2 separate regions of the Rattus norvegicus genome follow, and region 1 is linked to region 2. Evidence: chromatin contacts called from public Hi-C data. All regions are on one chromosome and are shown on one strand. The core of a region is the stretch at or near the end of the contact, and the rest is flanking DNA. Distances in the headings are between cores, read along the strand shown.

The links. Hi-C and Micro-C count contacts between places; a contact is called where the count stands out from the background.
Region 1: a Hi-C map of liver shows a contact between it and region 2, with 2.5 times the contacts expected there. The contact joins two enhancer-like sites. A contact is called at or near these places in 1 of 12 Hi-C or Micro-C datasets (liver) and 1 of 1 datasets of contacts at active chromatin or transcription factors (oligodendrocytes).

The regions. Positions count from the first base shown.
Region 1 is chr12:5,725,117-5,728,245 of GRCr8, reverse strand. It overlaps LOC102549089 (a long non-coding RNA gene), which reads right to left. Exons shown (of 4, transcript XR_005491747.2): 3 at 1,549-3,129; 4 at 1-851. It also overlaps a transcript of Stard13 not described here. Among named protein-coding and RNA genes, the nearest start is that of Rfc3, 110 kb to the left of the region's middle. Within about 2 kb of position 1,610, at least 76 of the 93 cell types and tissues checked have an H3K27ac peak or open chromatin away from gene starts, as enhancers often do. A contact at or near this core is called in liver, where this site is marked.
Region 2 is chr12:5,548,703-5,551,828 of GRCr8, reverse strand. The region is part of intron 1 of Stard13 (StAR-related lipid transfer domain containing 13); the gene reads left to right. Among named protein-coding and RNA genes, the nearest start is that of Stard13, 20 kb to the left of the region's middle. Within about 2 kb of position 1,643, at least 4 of the 93 cell types and tissues checked have an H3K27ac peak or open chromatin away from gene starts, as enhancers often do. A contact at or near this core is called in liver, where this site is marked.

The DNA.
Region 1 (3,129 bases), core at 361-2,860, 180 kb before region 2:
TGTAATTAAAGGCAATATAATCTTTATAGTAATCACTCACAACTTCAGTAAACAACTTAACTTTTTAGTATTAAAAAATTACTTTTAGGAATAACTTTAGCTACGAACACGGCAAGCCTATCTATGAACAGCTGTATTTCTATTGGGTACAAAAGGAAGGGTTACCGAGAGTAAGGCATTTACCGATAGCTTAGGGTCAAATGCCACTGTCAAACTCAGAATACAAAGGCTTCAGGAAGCTTGCTCTTAAAAAACAAAACAAAACAAAAAAAAACCAACCAAACAAACAAAAAAAAACCGAAAGCAGCGTGAAGATTTTAAATTACATAGTAGGGGTAAGGGGCAATGACTCAGTGAAAAGAATGAACTACAAAGAAGTTACAAAAGGAAAGGGATTTTTAAAAGATTATCTTCCAGGAGGTTAAATGTCTGTTGAAGTGATTTTTGTCCTTTTTTGAGTTACCGATTTTCAAGAAACTTTGAAGACAGAAATGGCATCGTAATTAAGAAATTTAGTATACCTGGTGTTACAGCACCCTCTACGACAGAGTCTACTTATATGAACGTGTTTTCCTAATGTGTGACTGTACAAAAGACATGGATTTAGCGCTTCGTTTACTCCCATTGCACTGGCCGGAAAGGCTACTAACCTGTCGGGTTTCAGTGTCAATACTGCAAAACCAGCAAACAGCGCTCTCAACAAAGCAATCTTGAATTCTAAACGATTCCAACTGTGGGCCTTAATCACCCAGCTCTCCTTCCACATCACCTCTCCCAGTCCTAAACTGTAGTGAACCGGACTCTTCAAAGTCTTCTGAATTCAAATGCATGCACAAGTAGGGAAACCAGTGCTGTAGGGGGGGAAAATGCCCAGTGACAAGTGAGCACAAATAAGGGACAATTCACTAACTTACACTGTGCGTCTTGATACACAATAACTGAAACAATACCTAACAGTGCTCCAAGTTTATTATATCTGGACTTTGAAACATGAACCCTTTAACAGTTATGTTCACTTTCTAGCTTTGGTGGAAATTCGTTTCCCCTTATCTAAAGGAAAGAACCACATGCAATCATAGCGAATATTTCATAGTTCTGAGATAAACCTGCTGAGACTGTCTTGGTTTAAAAACCTATTAATTTTCCTAATCCCTAATACTGCTCGTTTTCGCAACACCCGCTTAACGGATGTAATGGAGCAAAATATTTTTCTAACACAAGCTAACGAAAGGCTACAAAGTAAAGCCTTCTCTCTGCAAAACGAGAAATGGAGGACCTCGGTCCACTCCGACCGAAGAACCGAAGCGCAGTGTACAGAGAGCGCGGCCCAGAAATGAGGAAACAAAAAGCAGAACACGAGGAGGCAGGAACTGTGTTACTATGGCTTGAAAAGACGGAAAGAGGCCGGCTTCCTCCCGCTTGAGGTCCGTTCCCCTTCTGGACTCCAACCATTTCCGCTCAGAGTAACCACAAAACCCTTCCCGCGCGGGAACTCGGCAGAGGAGGAGTCTTGGGTCCCGCCCTTCTGGCGGAATGCATAAAGCCTACCAGAGCCGAGGAGTCTCTGGAATGTTCTGAAGGGAGGAAGCACGCCCCTCCGCGGGCTGAGGAACACTCGGCGCCAGATGGCGCTACCGCACCGAGAGCCAGAGCCTGCCCCTCAAGGGAGATGGGACGAGCTGCCACCGGAAGTGAGCGCTCAGCTAGCCTCCCGTCCCGGATATCCAGCCTTCTGGCGTGTTCCCGCGCGAGGGCGGAGCTACAACCGGAACCGGACTGCGAACGCGGGGCCTTGTGGAGGAAGAGCAAGGAGGAGCCTTGGAGGTTCTGACTTCCGATGCGCGCGCCTGGTCTTGGGGTGACCGCGAGGGGCGGGGCCTCCGGGCGCGCTTGCGCATTAGGAGGGCGTTGTTGCTTGAGGACTGCTCATTTCTCCATCTTTGATCGTTCGCAGGGGTCTACAGGCGAAAATGAAAGTGATGTCTTAGCAGGGTTTTGTTTGTTTTGTTGCTTCCCACCCGCAGGAGTTGGTTTCTGGCTGTAAATTCCGTTTCTGGAAATCTCTGGAAAGTTAGCGATGTACAAGGTAGTCTTTCTCGCCATTAATCCCTTTGAGTTCATCTCAGCTAGTGTCTGCGCTGGGCCTGATCTGATCGTCCTTGTCTCTCGTTACCTTCTGGCTCTTCGTGACAGCTAATAGGATCTAAGGATTTGGGGAAGCATATATCATGGGCTTTTAAAGCACTTAATTTGAGTGTTACTCTCTATTTTTTTTGTTAGGATGTTGGCATTCTGCATTCCGTGGTGTGGCTTTGCACCAGTTTGTTGAGAAAGCTGCCCGAGGAAAATCCCGCCCCTTTCCCACGTTGGCTGGCTGATTAAAACACATTTTTAAGTAGATGGACAGTACTTCGCCCTAGTACATGGGCTTTGTTTTGGTTTTAGATGTATCATGAGAAGTATGAACTTACATTGCAGAATGTATAAACAGTATTAGTGTACACACACACACACACACACACACACACACTTTAGACTAAAAGACAGTTTCCCAAAGCTCTCGAGTTTCCCAGAAATGTCCTCAGCTTTTGGTAAATGCTTTTAGGAATTCCAGAGGTCCTTGCCAAAGATTTAAATAAAGTCAAACATAAAAACGTAACAAAACACACACACACACACACACACACACCATTTTGTGTTGATCAATTTTGTTGGCCAATTACTTCTGGGCACGGGCCTTCCCTGAAATGTGGTTGATACTCCATTGGGGAAAATCGATTTTACCGTTCCCAGTATTATCAGTAGTAAATACCTCTTGGTTAGGAATGGAACTTGGTATTTTTTTTTTTAAAGATTTTATTTATTTTATGTATGTGAGTTATACTGTCAATGTTTTCAGACACACCAGAAGAGGGCATCGGATCCCATTACAGATGGTTGTGAGCCACCAGGTGGTTGCTGGAAAATGAACTCAGGACCTCTGGAAGAGCATTTAGTTCTCCTAACTGCTGAGCCATCTGTCCAGCCCGGAACTTTGTATTCTTTAACCCCTAGTTTGTATTGGGATTTTTTTTTCCTGCTTGAACCTATTGTGAACGAAAACTCCTGAATGGGGGTAGGGAGGGCTGT
Region 2 (3,126 bases), core at 394-2,893:
TGCTCTCATCGCTGTGTATTTTGCTGTCATGTTGCTTCCCCTTCCAGCCATTTTGCAGACAGTCTCCCTGCTGGCATTACTGTAGGACAAGGAAGGAATTGATGCTTTCCAGCCGACAAGAAAACCCTTAGGTTGCGGCTTGAGATTATGTCCCATCCACTGGCCTTGTGTCTTTCTTAGAATCTAGGTAGCTGGGCTCCAGTCCAGAAGGATGGACTGCCCCCACTTCTTTGAGAGGCATAGTGTCCTTGAAGACTGAGAGCCCACCTCTAGAGAGCTCTGACTGGAGAGCTCACCCCTGTATGGACACCATTGCTCTACCATCGGTATCCCTCCTGGAAGGGTTAGGATAGAGCAGTGGCAAACATCCCATGAGATCCATTTTAGTCATTTCAGTAACTGGCATAAACATGGAAAGGCACTACCTCTTAGCACTGAACATAATTGTTTCCTGTATCGTGTATACTGTTACAATGTGTACTCATCACCATCACTGCAACCATATAACCAACAGAAACAACTTAATGGAAGAATGACTGTCTTGGGCTCCATGCTTCAGAGCTTCTTGTAAGGGAGAAAGTCTGTTGTAATAATGTTTCATCTCCATCCGGAGTTTCTACCTCGCCTTTGACTATTCAGTTCCCAGATAAAAGACAAACACCACCTTTACACTTACAACGAGCCTTACACAGAACAAGAGCTGGGCAGATGTAGACCCTCTATACTATTAAAATCTATTTCCTATCTATAACTCCAAGTTATTACTTACCGTGTTTCATCTGGGTTGCTCTTAACTCCAATTGGCCATTCCTCAGGGCCACATTTTCATGACTCACCTAACCCATGGTGACCTCTACTTAGTCTCCACTTTGTCCTCTCCTCTCCTGGTTCTCCTCCCATCCCCCAGACTGAACCCTAAACCCCACCTATGTCTCTTCTGCCCAGCTATTGACTGTCAGCATCTTTATTATTCACCAGTCAGAATAACTTGGGAGCAAGGTCACATAACTCACTTGGGTCTGTGTGCAGACTCTCTCGTCTCTGGGACAACCAGGTGCTTGGGGGCCTGGTTAGCATTGCAACACACAGCAAAAGACCAGACCTCAACAAATGTCATGGTGTCTGGAACTTGTGGCCAAGGAAAGTTGTTCAGCTAGCTTCTAGCAGACAGGAAGCAGGGAAGAACAGGAATGGCTCAGAGATAACACGCCCCTGAGGACCTTCACTCAGTGACCCATTTCTTCCAGTTAGGCTCTACCTTTTATGTTCCTAGAGCATCTGAAAATAGCCTCACCACCCAAGAACAAGCATTTCGCACTTGGGCCCACGAAGCCTATTTCCTATTCAGTGCTAAGTATCTTAGAAAACACTTGGCCAGAGTTGACTGGGTACAGGATGCTGGCTGGTGTGTGATGCAATAACCATGTAAACAGGATTACTGCTCTCCAGGAGATTGCCCCCCAGTCAGATAAGATGTGTAAGCTGTCCTGAGGAGACAATTCAAGGGAGGGTATGGTTCATGGTGACTAATGGGATAACATAGCAGGCATCATTGAGGTAGAAATGTACACAGTCACCGAGGTAGAAGAGGCAAAGGGAAAAGGTCACTGGGCTGAGCTACGGGAAATAGCTGTGCTGCCACTGGTCAAAGGTCACAGGGAGCACCCGAAGTGGGACAGCAGAATGAGCCAGAATGTGTGGTTAGTAGACCTGGACTGTGGGTTAAAGTCAGTGCAATATACAAAATGAGTCTGGGCGGACTACCAGCGTCACTAGTCAGCAACCAAAAATATTTGAATACACAGAAGGAAGCCTTTCCTTTAGAAAGGTATATTCAAAAACACAAAAATGACATGGCCAAGTTAATGAACGAGGCACATGTTTGATAAGGTTCTGTCTAAGCATGGCTTCTTAGGGTTTCCACTGCTGTGAAGAGACACCATGACCAAGGCAACTCTTATAAGGGGACTGCATTTAATTAGGGCTGGCTTACAGTTTCAGAGGTTCAGTCCATCATCATCATGGCAGGAAGCATGGCAGCATCCAGGCAGACATGGTGCTGGAGAAGGAGCTAAGGGTTCTACATCTTAATCTGAAGGCAACCAGGAGAGACCATCTCTTCTGCACTGGGCGGAGCTTGAGCTCTAGGAGCCCGTAAAGCCCACCCACACAGTGATGCACTTCCTCCAACAAGGCCACACCTCCTAATAGTATCCCATGGGCCAAGCATAGTCAAACCATCACACATGGTAAATGACGATCTCATTTAATCCACCTCATGCTATGTTCTATGGATGGTCTTATTGGAAATTAAGAAACTGAGGTCCCAGAGCGGAGAGTCAAGCAATGTGTCAAGTTAAGCTCAAACAACCAGCAAACCCAAGAGTTGACCTGGCTTGTCTGACCAAAGCCTGCATTCCTCCATTGTATGTGGCTACTGTTGTCACTGCTCATGTTGATCTGCTCCTCCTCCTCCCATATACCCTAAGAAACATGAGTCTTCCCTGCGGCCATAAAGAGCAAACACATAGGGGTTGGCAAGGTGACTCCAGCAGTTAAGAACAGTTGCTCGTCCAGAGGGCCTGGGTTCAGTTCCCAGCAACCACGTGGTGGCTCACAACTACAGCTCCAAGGGGTCTGATGCCCTCCTCTGGCCTCCATGGGCGATTCACCCACACGGGATACACACATACATGCAGGCAAACAACTTCTGTGCAAGAAATAAATTTAAATAGGTCTCAGGGTGTATATGTGACTAAAGGGAAACGCCAGTTAAATTGACCCGACTTGTTTGAAATACCAGGGAACTACAAGATCAATTCGTAAATACATCAATGAGCAAACGTTCCCACAGGAGCCTCATTTACCAATTGGCAAAGAGTTAGCATTTTATGAAGAAAGAATTCCAAACGCGAACCATTTCCGAAGCCATCTCGAAATGTTTAAATATTTTATGAAGTATGAAATTACATGTGTCAGCCTCCGGCATGCTGCCCTGCTGATAAAGAATAAAAAATACTCACACAGGTTTTGTTTTTGTTTTTGTTTTTTAATAAGAGCTGTTATTGTGAGGTTTTACCGCTCTGACTGAATTTTAATCTGTATTTTGAATCTAGCTGCAGGTTA